Regions from separate parts of the Mus musculus genome. Here all the other regions are linked to region 2. Evidence: chromatin contacts called from public Hi-C data. All regions are on one chromosome and are shown on one strand. The core of a region is the stretch at or near the end of the contact, and the rest is flanking DNA. Distances in the headings are between cores, read along the strand shown. Region 1 has its middle 78 kb from the start of Gm29960. Region 2 has its middle 110 kb from the start of Mir6540. Region 3 has its middle 14 kb from the start of Gm29960.

Region 1 (4,251 bases), core at 5-2,504, 390 kb before region 2:
AGGGAAACCAATACTGTAGAACTAATTAATAAATATGAGTCCTAAGTTTATTTATTTAACTTTTCCTACTCATTAATGTGACAGATAAAGTGGGAAAAGACAGATATAATAGTACTATCATATATATATGATATATATGCATATATATACACACATATATATTTACATACATATATACATTTATACACACACACATACACATTTGCTATGGCAAGTCTTCTAAAGTCTGTGGAGGAATTTTGAAGAATATGAAAGGCTACTCAAATATTAGGCATACTTAAGTTCATTACATCTTCTTTGCAGCACTTACATAGATGTTGTGGCTAGTCAGGTATTGTATGCTGCCTCAGTCAAATGGCATTACCATAGTTTATGCTATGTGCTTCCACTGGCAGGTATACTTCTAGTGTACCTGACAAGATGAAGAGAAAGCTTTTAACACAAGCTGTTCTCACTCTGATCAGATATACCATTTGATCTAGTGTAAAAGGAAAAGTCTCTATGTCTTCAGCTTAATCAAATAATCAAGTGGCACCCTTCAATTCTTTATCAAACAATAAATCGAATGTAAATTTTCCCTAAATTGTTTCTTTCCTTAATAGTAGGCTTCTTGATAATTCTCTGCTACTTCTTTCTCACCTCCTTTCTGGTTTTCTCATTTCTAATGTTGGTATGTTCTCCTAAGGCGCCTGGCCTCTGCCATAGTTTAAAGCTCATCTGTGTTACAATATTCACCTTCAGGACCCACTGCTAAGTCCCTTCCACCATCCGAGGAATAAAGGATGCTTCAGATAAAGCACATTCCTAGAAACATCACAAAAATCAAAATAGCAAGGCTGATGACATTTTTTCTGATTACTCAGTTTTTTGCTGACTTGGATTTGATATCCTGTTTAATAAAAGCAACAATAGCAACAACAGTGAAAGGTGGAGGTGTTTGAAGAAAAAAAAATCGTCACAGTGCATAGGATTACCCCACCCTTCCTTCGCCATTCTGCTAATCAAATCGGTGATGCAATCGTCTGCTTTTCCCAGAAGGCCCCCCTCTCTCCATAGTGACAGAGAATACATTTGATGCTTCTTGCCGTGCCCTAGATCCCTGACCCCTCATCCCTTTAAACAGTCCCCGCTGCTAAAAAGAACCCCAATGACCCTGCGGCATTTAGCTTCAGCTGAGTCGCCCCCCCTCCCCCATGCCATTGAATTGCAAATCTGGGCATGCCTCAGTGAGAGCACTTCAATTCCTCATCTGCATCTTCACTCCCCTCCCCCTCAGGGACAGAAAAAACCCCAAGGAAATATAGCCAGCCACAGCTAGGCTGAGGCTCTGATCAGATTAACTCCTAGTTTAATAAGACATGTGGTGAGCCACCAGCTGCTCCATCCCATTGCACTTAGTGAAGGACCAACGGGTCTTGAAGGTCCTTATTTGCAAGAGTTGAGACAATGTGTGGGACTTAGGAACCTGTTTCTCCAGATTTCTCTGGCTCCCCAAGTCTGCGAGCTGAAGGACTCTTTGAAGGTTTCAGTGCATTAGGCTTAAAACCTAAGAAGAAACCTGAGAATTCTTATAGTGTAAAGCCCAGTCAACTCCGTTTTTTGAAGAAACTCCATTTTGTGTGAGACCAGAGGCTAAACTCCAATTCCAGGAAGAAAATCAGAGTTCTCCTGAGCAACCAACCTATGGCAACCCACACTCCTTAGCAACAGCTAGTCAGGCTGCAATAGCAGGGTCAAGGTGCATATAGATAACTTTAGACATCCTTCAGAGAATACATAATTTAGCCATTCTGCTTATCAGGTAGTTCTGTCCCCATGTTCAGGTGTACATAGTGCCCATACACACATACATGTAGGCAAGCACTCACACACATGAAATCAAATGAATGAATTTTTAAAACTATTATCTTGATTTATCTTTACACTTTTAATAACAGGAAAGGATGCCAGGAGTCTTAAGAGATAGAAGTCTGTTAGGACTAAGCGATTATAAAGGTTTTAAAATCCCTAACTTTGCCATGTCCTAGTGTTATGCTCAAGTTGTAGGTACCCCAAAGACTACCCAATGATGCCAGGGGAGGGCATCTGATCTGCAACGGGAGTTACAAAAGGTTGTGACCCACATACAGTTGCTAGGATCTGAACCTGGCTCTTTTGTAAGAAGAGTAAGTGCTCTTAATCCCTGAGGTATATCTCTAGCATCAAGACAAGCTAATTCTTTTTTTTTTTTTTTTTTTTTGGTTTTCGAGACAGGGTTTCTCTGTATAGCTCACTGTGGAACTCACTTTGTAGACCAGGCTGGCCTTGAACTCAGAAATCTACCTGCCTCTGCCTCCCGAGTGCAGGGATTAAAGTCCTGTGCCACCACACTAGGCCACAAGCTAATTCTTCTCTCTCTTTTTTTAAATTAGGTATTTTCCTCATTTACATTTCCAATGCTATCCCAAAAGTCCTCCACTCCCCTACCCACCCACTCCCACTTTTTGGCCCTGGCATTCCCCTGTACTGGGGCATATAAAGTTTGCAAGTCCAACGGGCCTCTCTTTCCACTGATGGCCGACTAGGCCATCTTTTGATACATATGCAGCTAGAGTCAAGAGCTCTGGGGTACTGGTTAGTTCATAATGTTGTTCCACCTATAGGTTTGCAGATCCCTTTAGCTCCTTGGGTATTTTCTCTAGCTCCTCCATTGGGGGCCCCGTGATCCATCCAATAGCTGACTGTGAGCATCCACTTACGTGTTTGCTAGGCCCCGGCGTAGTCTCACTAGAGACAGCTATATCAGGGTCCCATCAGCAAAATCTTGCTAGTGTATGCAATGGTGTCATCGTTTGGAGGCTGATTATGGGATGAATCCCTGGATATGGCAGTCTCTAGATGGTCCATCCTTTTGTCTCAGCTCCAAACTTTGTCTCTGTAACTCCTTCCATGCGTGTTTTGTTCCCAATTCTAAGAAGGGGCACAAGCTAATTCTTAAAGCTGCTCTGTTCTTAGACTTCCTTGGGATCCTCAGGACCTGGAAGACTAGATAGACAAGATACCACGAGAGCCAAAGTTACGATTAAAGTTTTAATTATTATGCCCACATGTGATTAAGCACATCCAGTATAGTTGGGTCAAACAAAGGTAATTTGTGGCCATTTTCTGGAGATCTAGAGATGTACCTTAACAGAGAGTCCATCCATCTGGTTAGTATTTAACTACATCTTGCTTCAGATTTGGCTTTAAATCATGGTGGTGGTGGTGGTGGTGGGTCTGATTCTGCACTGGTGGGATTAATTACACCTTGAGGAAAGCATGAAGAGAAGACCACAGTATTGCCTCTTCATAACTGTTTGAAGAGTGCTCACCAGACGAAGACACTCTGGTGAGTAAGGACAGTCAGTGACTGACAGCAGAGAACTCATCCACATGGGAAGATGATGGCTCATCCTAATCCACTGTGGTCACAACATAATTAAGATTCATCCACACGAAGTATTATGGGTTTTCAGAGTCCAGGCTCGGAGATCTATTTCAGGAAAAAGACTGCCATGCTCTATGTGCAGACTGAGAACAATGAATAGCTCTACTGTCTTTATATAGCTGAGCCTTTATTGCTAAACATCTTAGACTGCTTTGCTCTGCATCTTAACCAAGAATCTGAACTGGGATGATTCTTCCAACGTCAAGGTTGATGATTGAAGAGAAGTCCCTTGAAGTAATTTACTATTTAAGAACAATAGAATAGAATATCAGAGTCTGTTGAATCTGCCATGAGAAATTCTCAGTCTTAATATTCATCAAAAGTGTAGGTGGACTCAGCAAAACCAGTGTATCTTGTTGTATATCTAGTAAAAAGAAATCAACATTATTTTTAAATATTAAATGTGCATCTGCTTTTGAAGACAAGACAAAAAAATCAGGGTAGACTTGAACTTTGTATGCTGATAGAGAGTGTTCTATCCATCCCCAGGTATGGATATTTTCTATTAAATGAAGTAGCTGGATGACATATTCCCTAAGTTTGTTTTTAGCTCCAAGAGTCTTTGTTCCTCTGAGTCATCCCAAGGGTGCAGAGTGTTTGACAAGAGAGGTTTAAGGGATAGGGATAAGTGTGAGGAAGCGTCCTGGGGTGGCTGCTCTGGGCAGCTGCCTCTGGTAGAGGAATTGGCCAGCAGATTATTTATAAGGGACTGTTCTAGGCATCGGACTCTAAGCAAAGGGAGGAGAAGCAGGAATGAGCAGAAGACAGGTAAATCGGCATCATCA
Region 2 (4,079 bases), core at 1,134-3,633:
AGAAAGAGGGATCTGGCAGAGTTTCCCATTGCACTTAATAGATGCACCTACCTTAAGTTCCTTCCAGGCTTTAATGGGTTCTCAGTATTGGCTTGTGATCTTGAGCTTTTCCGAGTCCTTCTCCACCTGGTTTCACTTCTGCTTCTTCACACTGCCCTGTGGGACACAGTGCTCCTCACTGCACTGTCAGGGAGCCTGTGATTTTGATTTTGATTGGTTCTATTACCAATAATATTTACTTTGGCCCTTTGATTCAGGTCGAGTCTTACAGAAAAAGACTATACAGTGCATAATTCCTCTTTTTTTAAAAAAAATTAAATTACCTGCACCGAAATCTTGGCTTTATTGCTGCTTACCACTTGTATGGTCATGATCACTGTTCATTAACGGATGTTATGATCATTGTGCCCACTGCGCAGGCTGTGACAAAAAGCAAATTTAGCCCAGGAAGATCTCTGGTTTATTTTATTGTGTGATTTTTTTTATTGATTTGCAAAACTTTTTATAATAAAGTTTATAAGATTTTTAAAACAAGAAATCCCCTGTCCATGATGGTATTACAGATATTTGGATACTGAAACAAAATGAGATTTCCTAACTTGTGTAAGGAAAATAAAATGAAAGTTTGTTTCTCACAAACGTAGTCATGTTTCAGGATCTTTTTCTTCTTCTATAAAATCATACATGAATCTCTGGGACCAGAGGGCATTCCCAAAGGGGTAACTTCAGTAGATGGCTCCTATTTTTCTCCTTGATCAAGTGGGTGAGTCTTACTGCTTCGTTGTCACACTCCTTCATGGGACCATCACCATAGCTCCCATACCTCTGGTCTCAAGTAACTCGGCGCTCCATTTCCTGAAATTTAATAACATCTCCCACCCAGGTGTGCGGAATATGTGTGTTGCCTCTTGGCCACAGCCTTTATTCAGCCTTTCTTCCCATCCTAAATCCTTATTCCTCAGTAGTCCCCTCCACACCAGCCTCTGTCAACCTTCCTTTTCTCTGATACATCCTCCCTGTGTCGGGTGGCTTCATAGAAACACAGTGATCTCTAGCTCCAACGTGTGACAGGATTGATCAGGTGAAAAGCAGTCCCGTAGAGGGGCTGTGCAAACGGCATAACAGTCCTGCAACGGCTAGGAAGCCATTTCTTCCACGCTACAGGAGCACCAGTCCCTCGGGTGGGTCCCACTTCTGACCATCCTTGAGAAGCAGTGTCTGGAGATATTTCCTCTGGGAAAAGCTGTAACGGCAGACTGCTACACCAAGATCCTCATTCTTAAAGCACTATTAGCACAGGAGGAATCCTGTCTAAAAGCAGTCGGTCGAATAATTCTAATCCTTTAAAAGCTAATAAATAAATAATTAAATAAATGAAGAGCCGTCTGCTCCGAGAGAGAGAGAGAGAGAGAGAGAGAGAGAGAGAGAGAGAATGAGAATCAGGCCTAGTTACCTTCTTTGAATGGAAAAGGCACCTGTGTATTCTCACAACTTAAAGGCAAGGAAAATGCGGGCAGTTAATTTCTTAACTAACCTTACCTCATCATATAAAAGTTGAACACCGTTATTTTACTACCCGTCTTGTAAAAGCAGTGCGCACCTGGCTCAGAGCCGCCAACAAATGGCTATTACTCTGCCATCATTGTGGTCTTTCTCTCCATCCTATCCTGCTTTGGAAATTTATTGGAGGGATCAGAATCTCTGTGGGGCTCCAGACTCTCAAAGTGTGCTTGCTTAAGGCGTGGTGGTATGTGATACATGGTGTGGGGTGGGGTGTGTGTGTGTGTGTGTGTGTGTGTGTGTGTGGACTTGTGTGTCCAGCCACAGAGAATCCTCAGGTTGACAGAAGCGTTACCGCCATCTGCTGCTGAATTGAGCCTACTGCGATTTGCAGGAAACTGAACCCGCAGGGGAAGAATGTTAATCAATCCTTCCCCTACACGGAGCCTGTGGGCTACTTCTAATCTCGCCTGTCACCCAAAAGGCCAAGCAAGCTGCTGTTTGGATTCACAGTGACCTGGCTAACAAAGATGAAGGCTCCAGCTACTCCAGCTACCTGGGAAGGGGACTGAGGAGCTCAGGAATGTGACCCCCTTGCATCGCAGGCGGGGAAGAGCTGGGGCAGGGAAGCAAAGGGGACCTCGGTAGGCTGCTGGGCTCCTAGGGGCTCCCCCAGCTATGCTTCTTGATGCTCTGATCGTAACGGCACCACTGGCTCCTTTGTTTCGGGAAAAGATCTATCTGTATTGGCCTGAGGCAGACTTTACCCCTCCCGCTTGCATCAGGAATCCTTTGCTTCTTCGCCGCGCCCATCCGTGGACATCCAGGGAGCAGGCGGAAACCTTACGCGGCTGTCAGCAGCGGTGATGGGTGACGCCAAGAGAGCAGCCGCTGGCGCCCGCCCTCCAAGCACTTCCTGCCGCGCTGGATGGCGGTGCGGGCTCGCTGGCGCGCACCTCTGCCCCCTCGTGGCACGTGCAAGCATCGCGGCTTCGCAGACGCCACAGCCCACCCGCACCCGAGGCGGGGCGGGGACACTGGAGTGCTTTTCATAGGGACTTTTTTTTTTTTTTTTCCTTTCGTTTCCATTCAACTCCTGGCATCACAAAAAGGGTTTCCAGGTTCACTCAGTTACTTATTAATGGCAGAAGTGAGGGTGGGTGAGGGGGATAGAGCGAAGAAAGGAAAGAGACTAAAAACATGTTTGCGGCGAGGAAAGAGAGGATTAGGAAAAAATTGAACGATGTTAAGAAGGGAGAGAGGCAAGGTGACAGTGACGAGAGACTGGAGTGACAGCAGAGGTTGTGGGAAGAATACAAGGAGCAACAGTTTGGGGGGCGGGGGGAGGCTGCTTCCGCTCAAGAAAAGGAGGGCGTGACATCCGGGAGAGGTAAAAGCTCATTTTGATGAAGTGAACCCTGTGAACATTTCAATATGCCTCTCTCCTAGTTTACATCCCATTTTGGTTGACAGCTGCTGAAAATGAGTTTCCATCTTTCTGTCTTGTTTTAATATTCTCTTGTATCCCACATCTCTGAGATCATTAGAGGCAGAAAACAATTATGTCATCCATCCCTGTGCCTGATAGAATCCTCAGGCACATGCTGGCTTATTAACTCCAGTCTTTCCCTGCCACCATCAGCCGCATCTTTTTGTTCTTCTTCTGATTCATGCACAGTCACACGCAATCTCTCCCCCTCACGGCTGATCTCTATGGACTCACGGACCCTTAGGGAAATACAAGTGTAGCTGCAAAGAATCCAATTGCATGTGACAAATACTTTTCCAGGGCTTCTGCCACCTATTCGTCAACAACAACAACAACAACAAAAAGTAAAGCTAACCTGTAAAAGCCACAGGGAGTCACAAACAGTGCTTCTTTGGAGTCACATCTGTAGCCCTTGACTCCTCCCTTTTGTCTTCTTCGACACAACAAAAGGAAAGAGATTTTGCTGGTTCTGTGTTGGCCTGATCTCCATGCAAGCTGTAAAAAAGGTTGAAAGGAATTTTCTAGACACCAGCCTTAGTCACTACTATTTTGCCAACACTGTTGAATTTGATTCCAAAATTGGAGAGGGAGGTCACATTTCAAAAGCCTGGACAGGATGATAAAAACTGTTTTGGCAGAAGATTAATCGTTGCAGATGGGTGTGGGCAGTGGTGCCCAAACTCATTTACCATAACAAATGGTTTCATGAAAATGTTTTGGTCAATACAGCTTATTTTACCACATTGTGGGCTGGTTGTAGGGGTGGAATGGGCATCTCCTGATTCAGTGTTATCAAGATTCTTTCAGAGGCTCCTCTCAGGAAGGGAGCCTCCTTCTGGACAGTGCCAAGGATACCTGAAGATAGAAATTCAGCTTGGACACAAGCCATTTTCCATTACAGCCAATGGACTGTGTTGCAGAAAAGCACCTTAAATGGGGGAAAATACTTTGGGAATCTGAAACCAACCAACCAACCAACCCCCCCGAAAAAGAACCCCAAAAGTCAAAAATAAAATAAAATAATGAAGGCTGAAAGCCACTGAAGTGTCTATAGTCTCGGTTTCTCTTAGTGTCTCTGTCCTTTGCGGGC
Region 3 (4,590 bases), core at 967-3,466, 480 kb before region 2:
CAAAAAACCTAGGATAGCAAAAACTCTTCTCAAGGATAAAAGAACCTCTGGTGGAATCACCATGCCTGACCTAAAGCTGTACTACAGAGCAATTGTGATAAAAACTGCATGGTACTGGTATAGCGACAGACAAGTAGACCAATGAAATAGAATTGAAGACCCAGAAATGAACACCTATGGTCACTTGATCTTTTTAATGTTTTATCATTTTAGTGCTTGTGTTTCTTTTTTTGCCCGAAACAGACATCCCCTCGTCCCAGGATCTAGTGAAGATAAAGATTATATTATAAAATAAATCAAAAAATAGTAATGATTTCAAGTACAAGTTAAATAACCAACCTTCTTGAAAACCAAGTCATCCTTTCTCACAAGCTATGTGGCTTGAAGGAGATTGAAAATTTACATAGTATATATCTGATTTCATTGATTATCAAGGCTTACCACGGAGGAGGAACCAGGGTTGTTTTGGTTTTGTTTTGTTTTGTTATTGTTGTTGTTGTAAAGAGACACTCTAATCACTGGCTTGATGGAACTCTAGTTCAATAGATGTGGGCCACGGAGGCCAAGGGCAAAGAACTCTCAGATCTCATTGTATTTATTTTGCCCAAGGAAAACCTTGATTTCCAGATAGACTTTGGTAAAAAATGTGGCAGTTAGCACAAATATCCATTCTGTCTGTGCTATCTGCAGGTCAGTTTTATCACTGGACTCATTGTCTCTGCATCTATCCTTATTGGAGCCTGGAAAGTATTCTCTTATTTTTCTGTCTGAGAGAAACTAAAGAACTCCTTAGTTCATGTGATATATATTCTTGGTCGTCAGCTTAACTACATCTGGAATTAACTAAAATTTAAATATGGAGCGCATACCAGTGAGAGAGTCTTGCTAAATCTGAAATAGAAAGATGCACTTATAATTGGGATCTTGAGGTGGGAAGACACATATTTAATCTGGGCCATACCTTCTGCAGGAAGACTAACTATAAAAGGACATGGAAGAAGGCTTATGCTCTTTGTCTTTGCCTGCTTCTCTTGTCTTGCTAGCAAGCCCATTCTTTTACTGGCATTAGAGCCTACTTCTTCAGGATTCCTGTGTGTCTCCAAAAGACCAACAGAGATATCCAGCCTCATGAACTGAACCAGTGCTGGACTCTAGTAGTTCCTCTTCATAGCCAGCCATTGTTAGATTAGCTGGGCCACAGGCTGTAAGCCATTATAACAAATTCCCTTCACACACACACACACACACACACACACACACACACACACACACACACACACATGCACGCACGTATACACATTCATTCTGTAAATTCTGTTACTCTAGAGAACCCTGACGAATATAGTTCATGAGTATGATAAAAAGGAGCATTGTTGAATTGAAGTGATAAACATACATGTTTAACAATGAGGAGTTGATATTAACCAGGCCTGCTGTTAGGTCCTGACTTTGGTACTTTAAAACTATAAAACTTCAGGCCAAATAATTAATCTATCTATACTCACAGGATATATAGGGTTGGAGAGATGGATCAGCAGCTAAGAACATCTATTACTGTTGCAGAAGGCCAGAGTTCAGTTCACAGCACCTATGTCAGGGGACTCACAACTGCTTGTAACTAATCCAATGCTCTCTTCTGTTCTTTAGGCACTCACACACATGTGGCACTCATCCAAACATACACATAAATAAAAATAATTTTAAAACCATAAAACATAGAAAGGTATGATAGCAGAGCCATACTTACATATGACCTTGTTGAATGGATTAAATGAGATAATAATGTTAATATATTTGACCCAGTGAAAGTTACTCAGTAAATAGTAACAAATTTTAAAATCTTTAATTTTTTTGTATGAAATCTATATCATCATTTCTTTCAGGAAGCCCCCATGTGGTGTGATTGTTTCTAAATGATTTGTTCTGATAAGAGCTTGAAAAAAAATATGAGGGCGAAGAGATGCACATTGCTAAATAGCACAAAGATGTTAATGTAGCCATCAGCCTGTAAAGAGACCTTTGTATCCCTCTCTTGGATGATGCGACATTAAAAAAGACCCACTTTGCTTTGTTCTGGGAAGATGAATGTGCTCTTTTCTGCAGTCCTGCCTGGGTGCTCTGTGTTCCAAGGTTAGCTTAGCCCTACTCCCTGTCTCTGCCTTGCTGTCATTGTTTGATTCATAACTCAATATTAACCACAGATGAGGGAGGAGTAGATGGGGGGGCATTTCTTTCATGTGACACACAGTCACTGGGACCCTGGCTTTTCTAAAGGAGCATTAATTACCCTTGTCAGTCTAACCAAGTACAAATTTTACTTCCACCAAGGATCATGCCATTTCGTTGGCATTGGGTGAATGTGCAGTGAAGGCTTTGTCATTTATCCGTGGGTAGAATGCATTCAGAGTCTTTTGTGATTTATGTTTTTTTCTTCTCTCTGTTGAAACTGGCATGGTATCTATTAATAATAAGTATACGATTCTGGAACGTGAGACAAGAAGGTTATTAGTCACAAAACTACAATGCCCGTGTATAAGTTTCTGTGTTTTTAGACTTCTACATTTACTGCCTGTCTTACCCTGGTTTTTATTTCTCTTTTCTGTTCATTGAGAGTGGAAATCAATGGGATATAAGAATTACAAAGCCTTATTGCTTATTATTTTGTAAAGCACATTTGTATGTGACTAAAGTTTTGTGATCTGAGTATTTTATGAGGCTGTTTTACAACTATGTGACCCTCAAAAGGTTAACTTATAAAAGCCTGATAGTAAAATAAATAATCCCCATTCAAAGATGCCTGGTGGAATTGTCTTACTCTGTGGGTAAACCTCCATTTTGATGGTTTTAGATTTGAAGAGGTGGTTTTCCTTCTCCCAGCACAACTGCATGGCACACTTCTTGTCTGAAATCTTTTCGCAATGTCTTACTGGCTCTCTCCTTAAAATATTGAAACATTTTTCTCTTTATATCTGCACAGATATTATTTACCTTTTAAAAAGTAACAGTTTAAAACTATGGATTCTGAAGCAAAAGCAAAACAAAACAAAGCAGGACCAGAGACCGAATCTATCCATCCATGTCACCCTTAGTCTCTAGTTCACATCTGTATCTGTCTGTGGAAACTGGAGCTCACACTGGGCGCTCTTCTGGAGACCACTTGCTATTGATGACCGGTTCTTAAGATGGTCTCAGTCCTTCATGGCCATAGTACATCTCCAAAGTGCAACTTTCAAAATTAACTTGTCACACAATTGCTACAAGAAATAGTGGAGGTGACTGTCTCCTCCACCACAGTGCCTCCAGCCACCAAAGTTAGACCTCCCTCCTAGACTGCCACTTTGGAGCATACCAACAAACCGTCATTTATTTTAGATAGAGAAGAGTCCTTAAGTCATGAATGCCATTGGAAGTAAACATAGCACTTTTCCATATTATCTTCTTGGGTTATTTCCACTTTGAACTCCACATGAAGGAAAGTTGTTGAGGACAACACTGCCTGACAGGCTGTACACATTCAATGCTTTGAGGGAAATGTTCTTCTACCATGCCTAATGTCTCACAGTATCTATTCCACAGTCCCATGGTTTAAACTACTGTCTTCAGCTTTCCAGTCCCCTTTGCCATTGGGCCTTTTTCTCATATAGGCTGCACTTAATCATGAGAACTTTCTTAGGACCAAAGATGTTGGCTGTTGGAGATTTCTTGTTAGTCTTTTGGAATTTTAGTTTATAATGCCATGTTTTACTATCATGTTATAGGAGTGACATTCTTTAGATATTTCTTTTGACCACTTGGCAATGACTTTCGTATTCATCTCTTTAAATGTGGTACCCCATCTTCTCTCATGGGCATTACTGGTAGCCCTGGAGCAAGCAATACATCATAGTTTCCCTAGACCCCATGTTAGCACATATTATGCCTTAGTATGCACCAGGTTTTGTTTCTTTGTTTGTTTACATTCCAGGCTTTCCTTAAATGTTTAATTTCAGCTATGTTCTCTACCTTCCTGCTCTTGCCTTTTCCTGTTTTTGCCTTCTGTTCTTCCATTTCTTATTGGATGAGTACCTACTCAATTCTTCGTATGTGTTCATCACGTGTATGTATGTATGAGCCTATGCATTTAGCACATTTTTAGTCATCATGCAGCGTACAATATCATTCAAAAGTTTCTATCCAGAGTTTATGTCACACACAGGCTTAGGAAGTATCGGAAATTATAGTATCGCTTGAAGAATGGCACTGTTTGTTTTGTAGGAAAATGTGCAGGTCACGGCTTAGAGTTTCAAAATTTACAAAATTTAAATAGGAAAGCATCATTAGATTTGATCATGAAAAAAAATGTGAACATTTTTGGCATTATTAAAGACCAGCTGAATTTTAGCATGATTTTATAAAATACTAATGACCATGACACTGATTATAATTTCATACACTTTGTGAATTTTTTATGCTGGTCTATAAAGGATGAATTTTATGGGTAGCTTTATTGAAGTCTAGAAACTAGAGTTAATATCCTTTTCTAGACAAAAGGAAAACATACAATGACAGAATTGAGAAACCCAAACAAAATTGATCTTTCTCCTGGGTTGT

The links. A called contact is a pair of places that touch in the nucleus more often than the background predicts.
Region 1: a Hi-C map of the N1E-115 cell line shows a contact between it and region 2, with 15 times the contacts expected there. The contact joins two enhancer-like sites. A contact is called at or near these places in 4 of 484 Hi-C or Micro-C datasets (the N1E-115 cell line, cerebellar granule neurons, cortical neurons and 1 more) and 5 of 115 datasets of contacts at active chromatin or transcription factors (differentiating embryonic stem cells, embryonic forebrain, embryonic midbrain and 2 more).
Region 3: a contact with region 2 is called in a Hi-C map of the C2C12 cell line, with 2.6 times the contacts expected there. The contact joins two enhancer-like sites. A contact is called at or near these places in 2 of 484 Hi-C or Micro-C datasets (the C2C12 cell line and cortical neurons) and 2 of 115 datasets of contacts at active chromatin or transcription factors (cardiomyocytes and embryonic midbrain).

What each region holds. Positions count from the first base shown.
Region 1 is chr16:42,572,669-42,576,919 of GRCm38.p6, reverse strand. No RefSeq gene overlaps it. Among named protein-coding and RNA genes, the nearest start is that of Gm29960, 78 kb to the left of the region's middle. Within about 2 kb of position 1,254, at least 57 of the 459 cell types and tissues checked have an H3K27ac peak or open chromatin away from gene starts, as enhancers often do. A contact at or near this core is called in the N1E-115 cell line, cortical neurons, differentiating embryonic stem cells and 2 more, where this site is marked.
Region 2 is chr16:42,188,670-42,192,748 of GRCm38.p6, reverse strand. No RefSeq gene overlaps it. Among named protein-coding and RNA genes, the nearest start is that of Mir6540, 110 kb to the left of the region's middle. Within about 2 kb of position 2,383, at least 265 of the 459 cell types and tissues checked have an H3K27ac peak or open chromatin away from gene starts, as enhancers often do. A contact at or near this core is called in the C2C12 cell line, the N1E-115 cell line, cortical neurons and 3 more, where this site is marked.
Region 3 is chr16:42,664,412-42,669,001 of GRCm38.p6, reverse strand. No RefSeq gene overlaps it. Among named protein-coding and RNA genes, the nearest start is that of Gm29960, 14 kb to the right of the region's middle. Within about 2 kb of position 2,216, at least 2 of the 459 cell types and tissues checked have an H3K27ac peak or open chromatin away from gene starts, as enhancers often do. A contact at or near this core is called in the C2C12 cell line, where this site is marked.